Regions from separate parts of the Anas platyrhynchos genome. Here region 2 is linked to region 1. Evidence: chromatin contacts called from public Hi-C data. All regions are on one chromosome and are shown on one strand. The core of a region is the stretch at or near the end of the contact, and the rest is flanking DNA. Distances in the headings are between cores, read along the strand shown.

The links. A called contact is a pair of places that touch in the nucleus more often than the background predicts.
Region 2: a Hi-C map of subcutaneous adipose tissue shows a contact between it and region 1, with 2.6 times the contacts expected there. The contact joins two enhancer-like sites. A contact is called at or near these places in 3 of 8 Hi-C or Micro-C datasets (liver, skeletal muscle and subcutaneous adipose tissue).

The regions. Positions count from the first base shown.
Region 1 is chr11:24,150,070-24,157,124 of IASCAAS_PekinDuck_T2T, forward strand. No RefSeq gene overlaps it. Among named protein-coding and RNA genes, the nearest start is that of TLE3, 9.9 kb to the left of the region's middle. Within about 2 kb of position 4,307, at least 3 of the 8 cell types and tissues checked have an H3K27ac peak or open chromatin away from gene starts, as enhancers often do. A contact at or near this core is called in subcutaneous adipose tissue, where this site is marked.
Region 2 is chr11:24,252,539-24,259,593 of IASCAAS_PekinDuck_T2T, forward strand. No RefSeq gene overlaps it. Among named protein-coding and RNA genes, the nearest start is that of UACA, 50 kb to the right of the region's middle. Within about 2 kb of position 3,738, at least 4 of the 8 cell types and tissues checked have an H3K27ac peak or open chromatin away from gene starts, as enhancers often do. A contact at or near this core is called in subcutaneous adipose tissue, where this site is marked.

The sequences.
Region 1 (7,055 bases), core at 3,057-5,556:
ATAGCAAGAGAAAGGAAAACAGCCCTGCAGTGTCACGACCAACCTGACACAACATGCTTTAGGTCTGGGGAAAGGGAAAAAAAAAAAAAAAAAAGGAAGCAAAGTAAAGCAAAGCAAAGCAGAGCCCGCAGAGTTCAGCACGGCTGCGGGGGGGCTGCCGCTGCCGGGCTCCGGGCAGAGCCGCAGCCCCCGGAGCCCCCCGCACGGTGCCCGGTGCCTGGAGCCACTCGCCCGGTGCCACTCGCCCGGTGCCCGATGCCCTCGTCCCGGTGCCCAGAGCCCCCTTCCCGGTGCCCGGAGCCCCCCACCCGGTGCCCAGAGCCCCCCACCCGGTGCCCAGAGCCCCCCACCCGGCACTGGGGCGACACCGACCCCCAGAGCCGGGGGTGCCCGGACCCCTCTCCCGCAGCCCTGGGGGGCTCTGCGCGGGGCCAGGCGGGACAAAGAGGCCGGGGGAGAGCGGAGAGGGGCCGGGGGGTCCCTGATGTGCCCGACCCCGCAGCGCAGCCCTCCCTCCCGGCCCCATCCTCCCCCAGCGCTCAGCACCGCGGCTGCTCGGAGTTTGCCCAGTCCCCCGGCCGAGCACCCTCGAGCCGTTCTCTGTGGCTAATCAAATGTCACAAGAAGCTGCCCCCGTGATTTGGAGAGCTTTTCGGCAGGAAGCCCTTCACCACCGATACGCGAGAGCCTCGCGCTTTTGTCTGGGGCTCAGCCTGGGCCGGGTTTCAGCGACAGCTCAGCATCGGTTTCGGTCGCAGCGAGCATCTCCCGGCTAGGAGCCGTGTTGTGCTCTCCCTTTGGAGGAATAATGACTATTCAAGCCCGTGGCAGCGATCCCACCGCTCGCCCCAAGCCGCTGCTGCTGCCTCTCGTGGGGCTCTCCGCTCTCACGGGTGGGCCGGGGTCGCTGCCCCGTGGGTGGGCAGCACCCCTCCGCCCCAGCACACCCAAATCCTCGGCTCGATAATCCCTGCTTCACAGCCTGACCCCAAATCGGGTGATTTAGGACCAAAGCAGGGAGCTTTGGGGACTCACTCCGAGCTGCCCAGCACGCCTGGAGCCGCTGCGAGGGGCACGAGGCGGCTTCTGGTCACCCACGGGTGACTCAGGGAGCCCCACGGTGGGGCAGGATGGGCTGAGGGGGCTGCAGAAAAGCTGCAGAAAAGCTGCAGAAAAGCTGCAGAAAAGGACAGCTCTGACTTCACACCACCCGGCCCATCTCCATGCAGGGCCAGCCTCGTGCTGAGCAACGCCAAGGATTTTCCATTCTCTTCGTGTCCCCTTCAGCAGGGCAGAGGGAGCCCGTGCCCAGGTGTGTGGCAGGCTCAGGGCTGGCTCTGCCTGGGCTCTGCCCATCCCACATGAACCAAAGCCCTTCCAGCGCTTTCCAATAACCACAAAACCACATTTCCGTCACCAAAAACGGGAGGCAGTGCCCAGCACGGGGCACAACTTGACGGGTGGCTCTCCAAAGGGCCGCGCACAGCCGGGTACCCGCTGCCCCCCAGCCTGCAGCGTGCTGGGCTCCGTGCAGGGGGGGCAGAGCCAAGGCTTGGGGAGGGGGGGGGGAGCTGTCAGCAGGACCCCCAGCCCCCCCGGCACGCCCCTGCCCAGCCCCGTACCACACACAGGCCGTGCGAGGAGCCGCCGGGGGTTCAGGATGCCCCGGCACGCTGGCGGGGCTCCAGCATTGTTTGGGCTGAGTTGCGCTCGCCAGCCTCATGCGAACGCCAGCTGGAGCGCGGGGCTGAGACAAAAGCTTTGCTTTGCCCCAGCAACCCACGGCGCTGGGCTCCCAGCGAAGCGACAAACAATTCCGTGCTGCCTGCGGGAAAACGGGAGGGCTCGCATCAAAGCGAGGGGGAAATGGGAGACGGAGAGACCCCCATCGCCCCCCGTCCTCACCGCCGTCACCGCTCCCGGTGGGATCGGTGCTGGTTTGGAGGGTGATGCCAACCAGGTGGCCCCTCCTGCAGTGCTCAGCGGGGCAATGCCCAGCTCCAGCAGCCAGGATCCTGCTCCAAAGGGCTGCAGGAGCAGCAGCGCTCACGGCCCAGCCTTCAGAGCCATCTCTTGTCTCAGCTGAGCGCCAGGCTGCTCGCAGGAGCTGCGGGCCTGCACCGCGCTCCCCCTGCTTTCTGCTCTCCTCCCAGCACATCCCCAACGTCTTAACAAAAAAAAAAAAAAAAAAAAAAAAGAGAGAGAGAGAAAAAAAAAAAGAAAACAACCCACAGCTTCCTGAAGGCTCCACAACAGAGAGAGATGCTTCTGTTGCTCAATCTGTTGCTGGTCTGGAGCTGAAGCATCGCACTCAGAAGCACTTCACCGAACACGAGGCGCGCACGCACAGCGGGCGCTGATGCTGCTCTCAGCTGGGAGCACCCCAGGGCAGCACCCAGCACCCACCGGCTGCAGAGAGAAGCCCTGGGGTGCACCGGGACCGATGTGGGTCCTGGGAACGGGGACGTGGTGCTGGGCTGCCAAGGGGCTGCTCCACTGGGGTTGGAGGGGAGCAGCGAGGCGCAGTGACCCCACAGAGCCCATCGAGAGCACCTGCCTTGCCACCTCCCTGCCTCGAAATACACCAAATTGCAGGTTTCTGGTTTTGCCCAAAGGTCTCCCTTAAAGCTCCCCACTGAGCAGTGCTGGAGGGGCCGGGGCTGTGGCCGTGCTGCCCCACAGGGCTGGGGGGGCAGCGCCCGGTGCCCCAGCGCGCGGGAAGGGCGCTGGGAGCAGACAGGCACAGGCTTTGTTCCAGCCTGAGACAAGGAGAATGCTGTTGGTTTGCTTTTAGACAAATGAATGGATTTCACTGTTTGACCAACACTCATGAGAATGCCAGTCAGTGCAAATTTGGCAGGAGGGCTGACACTTGTCAGCTTTGGTTTATAACCAGAGAAAAGGAGCCAGCTCTCCGGAGGAGAATGACGTGCGCGCGTCGCTCTGCGTGTTTGTTCTCGGAAGAATGTGTGGCAACAGCAGATCAAGCAAATACTTGGGACCGCTACATCACGGAGGACTTTGTCAGCTCGCCGGAAAGTTTTAGAAAGGCTTCACACTCGTTAGAGACAGCCAGGGCACTGCCTGGAGCCCGGGCAGAAACGCAGCCGCGTGGGCTCTGTGAATAACAAGCGGCATTGCTGCGGCGTCCCGAGGGAGAGGCAGCCTGGCCAGGAAGGCCCCCGGGGAGCGATTTGAGCAAGCAGCGGGGTCACCCCCGTGGCCCCCCCGAGCTGTTGTGGGCACTGCCTGCATTTCAGCCCCCCCCAGGAGCCGGGCAGAGCCCCCGCAGCTGCTGCAGGATGGGGCCAGGGCCGGGCGCGTTGGCAAAGCAGCCTGAGGAGTGCAGGTGCTGCTCGTGGCCCCCGGGGGGGCACCGCCAGGATCACCGCTGGGACGCAGGCAGCCTGCACCGAGCAGGATCTGGCCCCAGATCCTTGCACCCCCCCTCCGGGCAGGGTCTCTTTCTGTTTAAAGAAATCTCCTTGGCCACATTTCCTGCGCTAAAGCCCAAGCTGGCAGACAAGACAAACACATGCAAGTGGCCTCGTTTGGGTTTTTAAAGGCTCTCCAGCCTGTAAAAGTGATTCGGGGTTTCTCTGCCAGCCGGGGCAGCTCTCTGCAGCATCTCTTCCAGGCGGTTTTGCTGCGCTGACAGAGCCTTGGGACAGGGTCAGTCGGTGCTGGGGGTCGTTCCCTCTCCCCCTGGCCTCTCTTCCTTGTCCAGGCAGGCCAGGAGACTGCTCAGCCCCATCCCTGATCCTGTTGGTGACACAGGGACACAGGGGCTGGGACATGGGAGCCGGGCAGGTCCCCTCTGCACGCGTATTGGGAGAACTCCCCTGGTGATGGTGCAGCAGGAGCCGAGCCCCAAGCCTGCAAAACGGCCCTGAGCAAACAGCCCAGGAGAGCTCCGGGTGACTCACTGCAGGCACTGCACGAACTCATTTTCCTGCACTTGCCTTCCCCTGGCTTGTTTGGAGCAGGCTTTAGGGACACGGACTCGCTGCTGAGCGCAGTGGGAGCTGCGTGCCCGGCCGGAGGGCAGCTCCTTTCTTTTCTCCCGGCGAGAGATTTTCTCCGAGGCACGGCCAAGCCCCGGCTGCGACCTGCGGTGGCGAAGCTCGTCCTGCTCGGTGCTGACAGCCCAGGCTGGTGCCGCAGCCCGGCTTTGCTGCGGTCGGGGTGGCCCTGGAGGAGTTGGGGCTTGGTTGGCTCCACCCAGCCCCTAATGAGTGTTTGCCTGCAATTTGGCACGCTGGGCAGCTTCTGCTCGGGAGCTGCCCCAGTCTGGGAGAGATAAGGGTGGTGCAGGGCAGCCGCGAGGCAGGATGACGGAGCTGTTTGCACGGAGCTCCTCTGATCTGCCCAGCTCTGCTGTGGCTCCCCGAGGAGCAGCCATTAACAGCGCGGGTCATTAGGGGTGCTTTTCCCTTCGGAGACGTAACCTCTCTCAAGTCAAAGGAGGCCGGGAGGTTTCGTGCCTTCCCCGCCCTGCACAACGAGGCCGTGGCCGAGCCAAACGCAGCCCTGAGCCTGGACACGGCCACTTCACGAGGCTGCACCGGCACCGTGCTCCCCGTCACGGGCTGGGCAAGCTCGTGGGGTGTTCCCGGCACCCCCCCAGGTCTCACCCACCTTTGGGTGCCTCTGATATGGGCGCAGGGAGCTGCCCAGCCTCGTGGAGCAGACCTGTGGAGGATGAGGAGGGGCAGGAGCTGGCCCTCTCCTGGGTCCGTCTGCCTGAGCGGCTGGGGAGGAAGGAGGAACGAGCAGCTCCAAGGCTCCCAGGGGGTCTTGATTTCCATGTGCAGGGCAAGAACCCATTGCAGGACCCAAAGGCAGCCCCAAACTGGCTTTTCCTCCAGCAAACAGGGTCTGAGGGGTGGCAGGGGTGGTCTGGTTGCTCCAGCAGCAGTCCCAGCAGCCTCCTGCTCAAAGGGATCACCAGGCCCTAAAATAGCTCGCTATCATTACTTACATCTAATTGAAGGTGTTTTGAATGCAACCTCCACAACACACAAACCGAACGGGAAATGACATACCATCAAATTAATGCCCCCAAACCATGATAAATGGCTGGTTAGATGATTAATGTTTCTATTTCTTGTATTAAGAGAGAACAATGCCGCTCGGCCCAGCATTTATCTGCGCTGCCTGCCAAAGGTCGCCGGGCATTCCCGGAATAAATGGGATTCTCAGCCCGCTCCTGTGCCCTCAGGTACCCCGTGCTCAGCCCTCCCAGGCTGTGCCTGTCCCCTTCCCACGTCCCCGCCAGCCCCCTCGCTGCTGACACCCCAAAACCCTTCCCTGCTGGTCCGTGCGAGGAGGCCGCTCGTCAGAGCCGTGGCGGATTGCACGAGGCTTCTGACATCTGAGAGGACTCGCTGCTGCGCCGGCGATTTTATTAAATCATTAAAAGGCACTGCTCTAATAGCTCCAGAAACATCAACTTTTCATGTGGCTGGGGCGGCTCGCTGCGCTGCGCCTGGAAACGGCCCCGGTTCTCCGCCGGGTTCAAAGCCGTCTGCCTTCTGATACACCGCGTGTAATTAGAGGTAATTGGAGCCAGCGCCTTCAAAGGAGCCCGAGGATCGGTGGAACAGAGGCGCTGGCTGCACCGACCCGCACCGCCGGCCCCTGGGCACCGGCACCAGCTGCGCCCTGGTGGTGCCATGGGACCCCCGGTGGTGCCATGGGACCCCCAGTGGTGCCATAGAGCCCCGGTGGTGCCATGGAGCCCTGGTGGTGCCATGGGACCCCCGGTGGTGCCATGGGACCCCGGTGGTGCCATGGGACCCTCAGTGGTGCCGTGGAGCCCTGGTGGTGCCGTGGGACCCCTGGTGGTGCCATGGAGCCCTGGTGGTGCCACAGGAACACGAGGGGAGCCCAGCAGAGGATGGAGCCTGGTGGCGAAGCCGGCACAGCTCCGCACGGTGCAGCCCGCGCATCCTGCAGCTTGTCCCGACAAGGCGCCGTTTGTGTGCGGAGATTAAAGTCTCTTGTTTAGTAGCAGGGAAATGCAAATGCTGTCGAAACAAGCTGTTAATTGTTAAACCGCATTATTTAGGGGTAATAATCACTGGAACACCTTGTACTGCTAAAATGAGGCCAAGAGTTCTCTGGTCATGGGCTCCAAAAGGGGAGGATGTGCCTTGTTTACGAGCTGGGTTTAATGAAAACTATTAGGCAAAGACATGGGGAATGGGGAAAAAAAAAGAAGAAGAAAAAAAAAAAAGCAGGAAATGAGCAAAGTGTGAAAGGAGAGGTCAGAGGGAACAGCTCTGGCGGTGGCACTTCCCTGTTTGCCTCCTGGGTGGGCGCAGGCACCCACTGACGCTGGGTGCACCCCCCCCCTGCAGCTGGGTTGGGGCAGAAAAAGGGAAAACAGGGATGGAGAAGGAGATGCCAGGGATGGAAAAGGTGATCCCGCTGCTGCAAAGGCTGATCCCGCTGGCTCAGCATCAAGGTGTTCGCAGGCGCAGGCACCTCTGCGTGAGGACAGGGATTTCCCAGCTGGCTGTCCCGGCGGGAGCAGGCGCCCTGTCCTTGCTTAACACCGAGCCCCCTGTGATCCTGCTGCGTTTTGCATTCGTTTGCGAGCGAGCCAGGCCTGCAGGCAGTTGTCACGGCGTGCTCGCCTGCGGGCTGGGTGCGTTCAGAGCCTGGGTGAGCTGGCCTCTCTCCGAGCCCCGGTGGCTTTGCCAAGGCTGGCATCATCCTCGGCAGCTCGAAGCCATGGGAAATCCCAGCGGGAAGGCTGGGGAGCAAAGCTGGCTCTGCCCGGCACTGGGCGATGGAGCAAAGCCCCAGGGCACTGTCCCCAAAACCCAGAGCCCACAGCCCACCCCGTTCCCTGCGGCGGAGGGGCGTGGGCACGCTCGTGCCGCTGTTGCTCCCAGACCCACCGCGCAGAGCCGAGAGCTGTGCCAGCCCCCAGCTCCCCAGCATCCCGCCGGGAGCAGGCGTTGGCAGCCGCTGCGCTCTCCCCATCCATGCCCTCGTGCCAGGGGCTGAGCTGCTGGAGCTGTTTCCTACCCAGCTGCAGCAGGAGC
Region 2 (7,055 bases), core at 2,488-4,987, 100 kb after region 1:
ATTTTGTGGTCCCCTAGGGTTAGATCACACGCGAGCAAGGCCCTAAGTTTCAGGTCGGGATGCTCACAGAAATAGCAAGGCAGTTTTTTGATGCCTAAGTCACTTTGAGATTGAGAACGTGGCACCACGCAAGACGAGAGCATCGCTGTGGGTACACGCAGACGTGTTTGTGCTGCAGAGAAATCCCTCACAAGGCACGGCTGGCAAAAGAGTAGAAAAAGTGTCCTAGAGCTGTGCAGAAATTTGCTGGAGGCCACACAGAACTGGTGCCAGCACCGAGAACAGCATCCAGGTCTCCAGCTCCCACCCCAGGCCCTCACCAACACAACCACATCCAAAGGCTCCCCGGGAGGCAGCCAAACCAAACCACAGACCCGGGCAGCGCTCGCAGCTCGGCGGCTGACATGAACAAAGAGATGGTGAAGGGAAAACCCTCTCCCTCCGTTCAGTTGCTCCCCAACCCCTCTGACCAGCAGCGAAGCTGAGCCCAGCACCGTGCCACGCTCTGGTTGCTGCCTCCAACGCCCCTGGATGCTGCTGGCACCCCACGTCCCGCATCCCCACTGGGACCTCCTGCACTGATCCGGCACCGCTATCACCCTCATCCCCACATCCCTGGCACTGGGCAGAGTGGGCATTCTTGCAAGGGCACCAGTGGGACAGGGGCTTGCATCCCTCCAACACGGCTGGTGATCAGCTGAAGGGCAGCCCAGGCTGAGAGGTGCACCCAGCATCTCCTCCACCACGGGTGCTGGCACGAGGAGCTGTGCAGATTTCCTGCCATTACACCGTGTTCCTTCCCCGTGGAGCGAAGGAACTGTCACTTTGCTCTAATTAGCCAATTAGGTCCCTAATTAGCTGATGTAATTACTCCGAGGAAGTGATTTCATTTAAGACAAACCTCGCTCCCGGAGCAGGCAGAGCCGGTGGCAGGAGCGGTGCGGGGACGGCACGCGGGCTGTGCCGGCCGGGCTGGTGGAAGCGGCGCGGGGAACAAACCCGGCGTCATCCTGCAGCCACATCGGGCCCGCAGAGAGAGCTTCCCATCAACAATTTGTTCTTTAGAAAGAGATCAGATAATCTAATCAGCGCGGCTCCATCTGTCGAAAGGACGAGGGGAAAAAAAAAAAATATAATACCACTTATTTACATTTTTCCCCTTTCTTGGTGTAACTTCGAGATCTAATCAGCACCAAGCTGTGCTTTAATTGGAAATATATAGCAGACGCGCATTTCCCTACAGCTCATTTGCTTCTTTATCACAAAAAAACATTGGCCAAGCAGACAGGGAGGCGCTCAGTGTCCTGGGAGGGGCCCTCCTGCCCCTGCTGGGGACAGCCTGGTCCCCACGTGGGCCCTCGCTGTGCCCCTCAGAGGCAGGAATTGGGGTGAGATGCTGCAGGGACCCGGCTGGGTGGATCACCAGGGGCTGGCACCATGCTTTTCAGATGTCATCGCTGTGACTTTGAAGCCACGGACGAGCCCCGTGTTTGGGCTTGGAGCCTGCGCGCCCCACGAGGAGGGGGTTTTTCAGAGGAAGGAGCCTGAGAGCGAAGCATCCTCCCCAGAACAAGAACAGCTATTTCTGTGCGGCGACGGGAATAGCTGCTCTCTGCCGAATGTGACTCGACAAGCACAATATCCTCCCCAGCCCTCCAGCAGCTTTAGCTGTAAAAGTCTATGCAGATATTGTGACCTTTTCGGAAGGCACAGATCCGCGGGGTTTAAATAGCACGCCACAGAGACTCCCCGGCAGAGCCTTACGCCGGGCAACTCTTACACAAAGCACTCGCAGGAACAATTTCCAGGTCAGCAGACACGAAGGAAGAGGGGTGACCCTCCTCCGGGGGTGATGGAGAGCACGGAGGAGATGCAGGTGGCACCCGAGGTGCAGCAGCCTGGGAGCAGCACGTCCAACAGCGAGGCCAGGTTGGCAGCGCCGCACCTACGGCACCGTGCAGGTTGCTACCAGCGGTTCTGAGCTCCAAATTAGCAGCCAAAAGCTGTTAAGTGCTTGAATTCATCCACATTAATGAGAAAGGGAACGAGGACAGTGACGAGACACCCAGCCTTCTCCCCAAAGCTCCGTATTAATGCTGTCAATAATGCATGTGCACGAGCCAGGTCATTAGAGGACAGCGCTGTCTGCGCTCCTTTCCCACAGCCCCGCTGGTGGCTGAGCTTGAAAAATCCCCCAGACGGGCAAATGCTAACACACTAAACTGTGGTTTATGTCACCTAGAGCATTTTGCAAAGTCTCAGTGATCTGCAAATAATTAAAGGAGAAAGCAATCAATCTTGTTGTTCAAAACAGCGATTAGCTTGGGAGAAGCCGGCATTGTAATGCTGCAGGCACCCGGGGGGAAGATGCTGCATGCATAATGATAGCTGCCAGTCCTCACAAGTTCAAGGACCACGGGGGTGTTCTCCGCTTGCGATGGGAATTTCTTATCGGTCTCCGAGGCTGTGTCATCCTGTGTTTCACAAGCACTTTGCCAAAGGAACAGAGAAACAGCTTTGCCGCTTGTCAGGCACAACCTGGGCCCGGCTGCCAGCAGTGGAAGCGTTTGTAGGCGGCTGCTCCCCGGGGCACTTGGCACTTCGGCGAGGCAGCAGCAGCTCTGTCCTGGGCAGATGAGACCCCCGGACAGGCAGCCACCCAGCCTCCAGCCCCAGCCAACCTTCAGCACTTCCACGTGCAGGGGGAAACCCGGCAGATCCACGCGCCGACACAGCTCCGCTCCTCCCGAATTGCTCTGGGTGATGAAGAGAAAGAAAATCCCTCCACGAGCAGGAGAGACCAGCATACACACATATGTAGGTCTGTGTAGCACTTCCTACCCACCTTCTGTTGTGCATTTGGATGTCAGACTTTGCATCTGTGGCTAAAGCAACCCACAGTGATTTAAAAGTGATTGCACAGCATTTTGTGCTGGGTTAGGTGGAGATTTCTATTTTGTGCATCGTTACAGCAAGCAACAGTGGTTTCTCAGGCTTGGATCTAGCCTTACCACAAGGCAAAGAGGAAATTGCAATTATTTGTTGATGGTTTTTCAGAGCCCTCATCCAAGCACAACATACACGCAGCTCCCCTGACACCATCACCACACAGCCCATAAACTTCCCAAGAGCTGCCAACAGGAGCTCGCTGTCTCTGCTCCGCCACTGCTCACATCACCACCTACCTGCTTCTCCCCGCGCAAGGAAACACCCCTGCCAAGCCAAGTCCCAGGGCTGCTGCGGGAAGACTTGGCTTGAAAAAAAAAAAAACAAAAAAAAATGTATTTCAAAACCCAAAAAAAAAAAATAGGAAAAAAGCAGAAAGCTTTTCCCTCAGGTCCCTCCACAGCCACTGCGACAGCGAGGCGGCACCAGCCTGGGGGAAGGAGGACTCCTCAGACGAGACAAAGATTTCCCTGCCTAGACCCAAATCCACAGAAATAGGAAGGAATTTCTACCAGCTTTCCTAGGGCAGACCCCACACGTCCATCCACCCCCAGCTCTCCAACGTGCTGCCCTGGGGACAGGGCACTAGGTGCTACAGGAACATGTGGATAACTCCAGCACAACCCAGCTGCCCACCACGTGGACGGGGCTGCTAGCACCGAGCCGCGTGGCATCAGACCCAAAAAAACGATGTGGGGAAACCTCCGAGAGAGCTCCTGCACCGCTCCCTGTTAGCAGAGACCGTGAGTCAGCCCGAGCTGTGCTGGGAAGCTGCGGCACAGCCGCAGAGCTGCTCACACTCAGCCCTGGCAGGCCTGGATCCAGCAGGAGCTTGGCTGCAGAGGTGAGGCGCAGGCACCGCTCGTTACCCCAGCGCTGCCTCCGGGTGCACGGCGAACCTCTCAGCAAAGGCAGGCGCCGCTGCGCAGGCACTTTGCAAACCCTCCAAGCCTGGGCGGGCACCCGCTGCCTCGGGAGATGCGGGGAGGCATTTGGGTTTGTGGCCGAAACTGCTGGGAGCAGCGCTGCTCTTTCGCACGAGGCGCTGAGAGGGGCCGGCCCAGCAAGAAGGGCCCAGTTGCAATTAGGAGGACAATTTTCTGTAATGTTTTTATTGGGAGTGTTTCGCATGCCGATGGTCTCGGGAGGCAAAATTCATGCCTGTGAGGTTTTGCTTCTCAGCCCATCCCTTTGTGTGATACTTAGTTTAAGCGGTATCTGAAAGAATCAGGCTCTCTTATTATCAAAGCCACAAGCCATCTGGTTCCACTTTCCGAGGGAAAGGGAATGAGTGGAAATCTGGTTTCACTTGGGTTTTCCTTCCCTGGGTTATGGTTTGCTCTATGTTTAATGTTGTTACTGCAATATGATATTTGGGCAGTGGGTGGCCTGTTTCCCCCATTTGAAACTAATTTACAGCTTTGTCTGGCAAAATTGTTGCTTCCAATCAATTAGCACTGACACAGAAATTAAACCATCCTGGGGTCTCGACACATAGGGAAGCAGGTCCTCGTTTGCTGGAAGAAATCCTCTGTTCGGGGGGAAGCTGGTGGCTCACCCTCGCTCTGTGCCAGTCGGGGTTTTTGCTTTTAAAGATCCAGAGTGCATTTTTAAAAGAGATTTAATAGGCAAGATTGAGATCTATCATGGATGCTATTTTTGTTTTACGGCCGTGACCTCGTTAAGGATTTGGACAAACGAAGCCAAAAACGGAACACTAATAAATACAGCCTGAATCCATCAAAAGACAACTACCAGCATCTCGATTGTTTCTTCTCCAAAAGCACGCTGAAGGTTCCCCAGCGCCTTCCTGCACCCCGTCTCCTGCCACCCCCAGCACCAGGCACATTCCTCGGCCTTGGCTCCGTGCTACCCATGGACAGTGCAATGGGATGCGCCCCCCAGAGCATGCCATCAGTCCCTTCCCAGCTGTGCTGTCAGGCCTGGGGTCACTGGCTACCCAAACTAACGGGCTCCTCGAGGTCTATCCGTGTTCCTGGTGACAAGGCCTGGAGCTCGCAAGGGGAGGGCAGAAAGAAAAAGGAGCAGGGAGCTCGAGGTGCCAGCTGTCCCCTGGCCCCAAAAGACCTGGCACAGACAGTGAGATACAACAGGAGGTGGACCAAAAGATGAAGGAGTGGTGCCAGCATCTGGCCTGCCCTGGAGCACAAAGGATGCCCCTGCTAGAAGAAGCACAGCGATGGACAGGGGACAAGGGAGAGGAGCCTGCAGAGCACGGAGAGGTTAAGTCAGGCCCTGGCTACTGACAGCCAGGTAATATCTACAGACGTCACGGTGCCAACAGCACCTGCCCCGTGAGCCCTCAGGAGGTCACAGATGACACATCCCAGAGCTGGAGAAGGCTTCGTGTCAGAAGTGCTGAGCCAGAGCCCAAGCTTGGCTCAAGCCTGCACTTGGAAGGCTTAGCTTGCTTCAAAGGCAGCAATCACGGCAAAGGAGTTTTGGCTCCAGGGATGGAGGAGGCAGAGTCCCTGGAGAACAAACGCTGCCGAGACAGAGGCGAGGCTCCGCAGCACGCCTGGCATCAGCGAGGTTTGGGCTCGGCCTTGGAAGCAACGAGCCTGGCCTCCTCCACTGGACGTGGAGCGTGAGCACCCATCCATCAGGGCTCTGTGCACAGGAGCTGAGCTTGTAGAGTGAGCACCCAGCACTGAGCACCCTGTGGATGCATCTCCTGCACACATTCAGACAGTTCCACCCCAACACAAGGCAGGGCACCACGGGCTATCCCCCTGGTAATTCCAGAGGGTTGATATTTGGAGCTCACACCCTGCTCAGGCACATCTCCCACCAAGGCTGCCTTTCTGCCGCAGCTGGGAGATGGCACCGACCACTTGCTGCAGCCCTTCCCTGTGGCAGCGCCAGGGCAGCGAGTGCAGAAAAACTTGGCCCTAAGGGCTCTGCTGAACATCAGCCTTGACTCGAGCCCTCCCGAACCCTCAGCCTTCCCTCCACGCAGGCCAGCACATGAGCTCGTGCACTGCTGCTTTGAGATGCTGCCATATGGCACCAGCCCCGCACAGACAACTCCTGCAAGGGCTCAGCAGCAGTGCCTCTCTCTCCAGACCCAGCAGCTGCTAAAAACTGGAGTTTCTAAACCTTCCTTGAACGCTCGGACCCTCAGCAGTGCTGCAGAAGTGTGCATTGTTTAAAACAAAACAAAAAAAAAAAGTCTAACCTCTCTCCCAACAGGAAGAAAAATATTTTTTAAAGCACTGAAGTTTTTACAGCTGGTGAGAGACAGCAACGGGGAAGGCTGCAGGGCAGTCCCGGTCAGCAAATTCCAGCCAAAGGAAAAGCACAGGAGCCAGATATGAAGAAGGGAGATGACGAAGACGAGATAAAAACAAGATAGCTGACAGCCCAGTGCCCATGGAGAAGGGCACCAGAGCCTCGTAGCTGGAGATGCACCAGCTCTAGCTGTGAAAATTCCCTGGCTTTGAAGACCAGGTCTTCCTGGAGACAAACAGCTCTAATCCACACTCCTGAGTAATTCTCTCTTTGGCAACACATCATACCAGCATTGATTCAAACCTCAGGGCAGCTGTACTGGCTTTAATCTAGGTTTTATTTTTGTAAACTACAGTTTCAAGGAGAATGCTTGCAAAGTGGATCTGGGGATGGGTGGCAGGGAGCAGAGCCAGAATCACTAATGTCTGCAGTGGAAACACTTGTGCTTCTTCAAGAACAGGGACCAAATGTGAAAAGCTTTGATCCTAAAAAGCTAACAGCCCTGTCAGAGAGAAAAGGGGTCAACCTCTTCCACTTTTGCTAGGGCAGCTCCCTCTGCTGTCTTTGCTCACCAGCTGTTACCCAAAGACACATGTCAGTTCCAGATGGGCTCGCAGCAGTATTTCATCAACATGTGGTCATTAGTCTCCTCTGTAAAGTTATCACCTATGAAGAAACCAGTCTCCACAGAAACCAAACTTGAAAAGGAAAATGCCATCCACGCTACCCCATTCGGCAACCAGCTGGATAGTCCACAGCACATAAATTACGTCCACAGCCTAGTGCAAAGCCAGATTCAGCCCGTCTCTTCCACCACCAGCCCTCTCACACGTCGCCTGATCAGGAAGGAGTCGGCA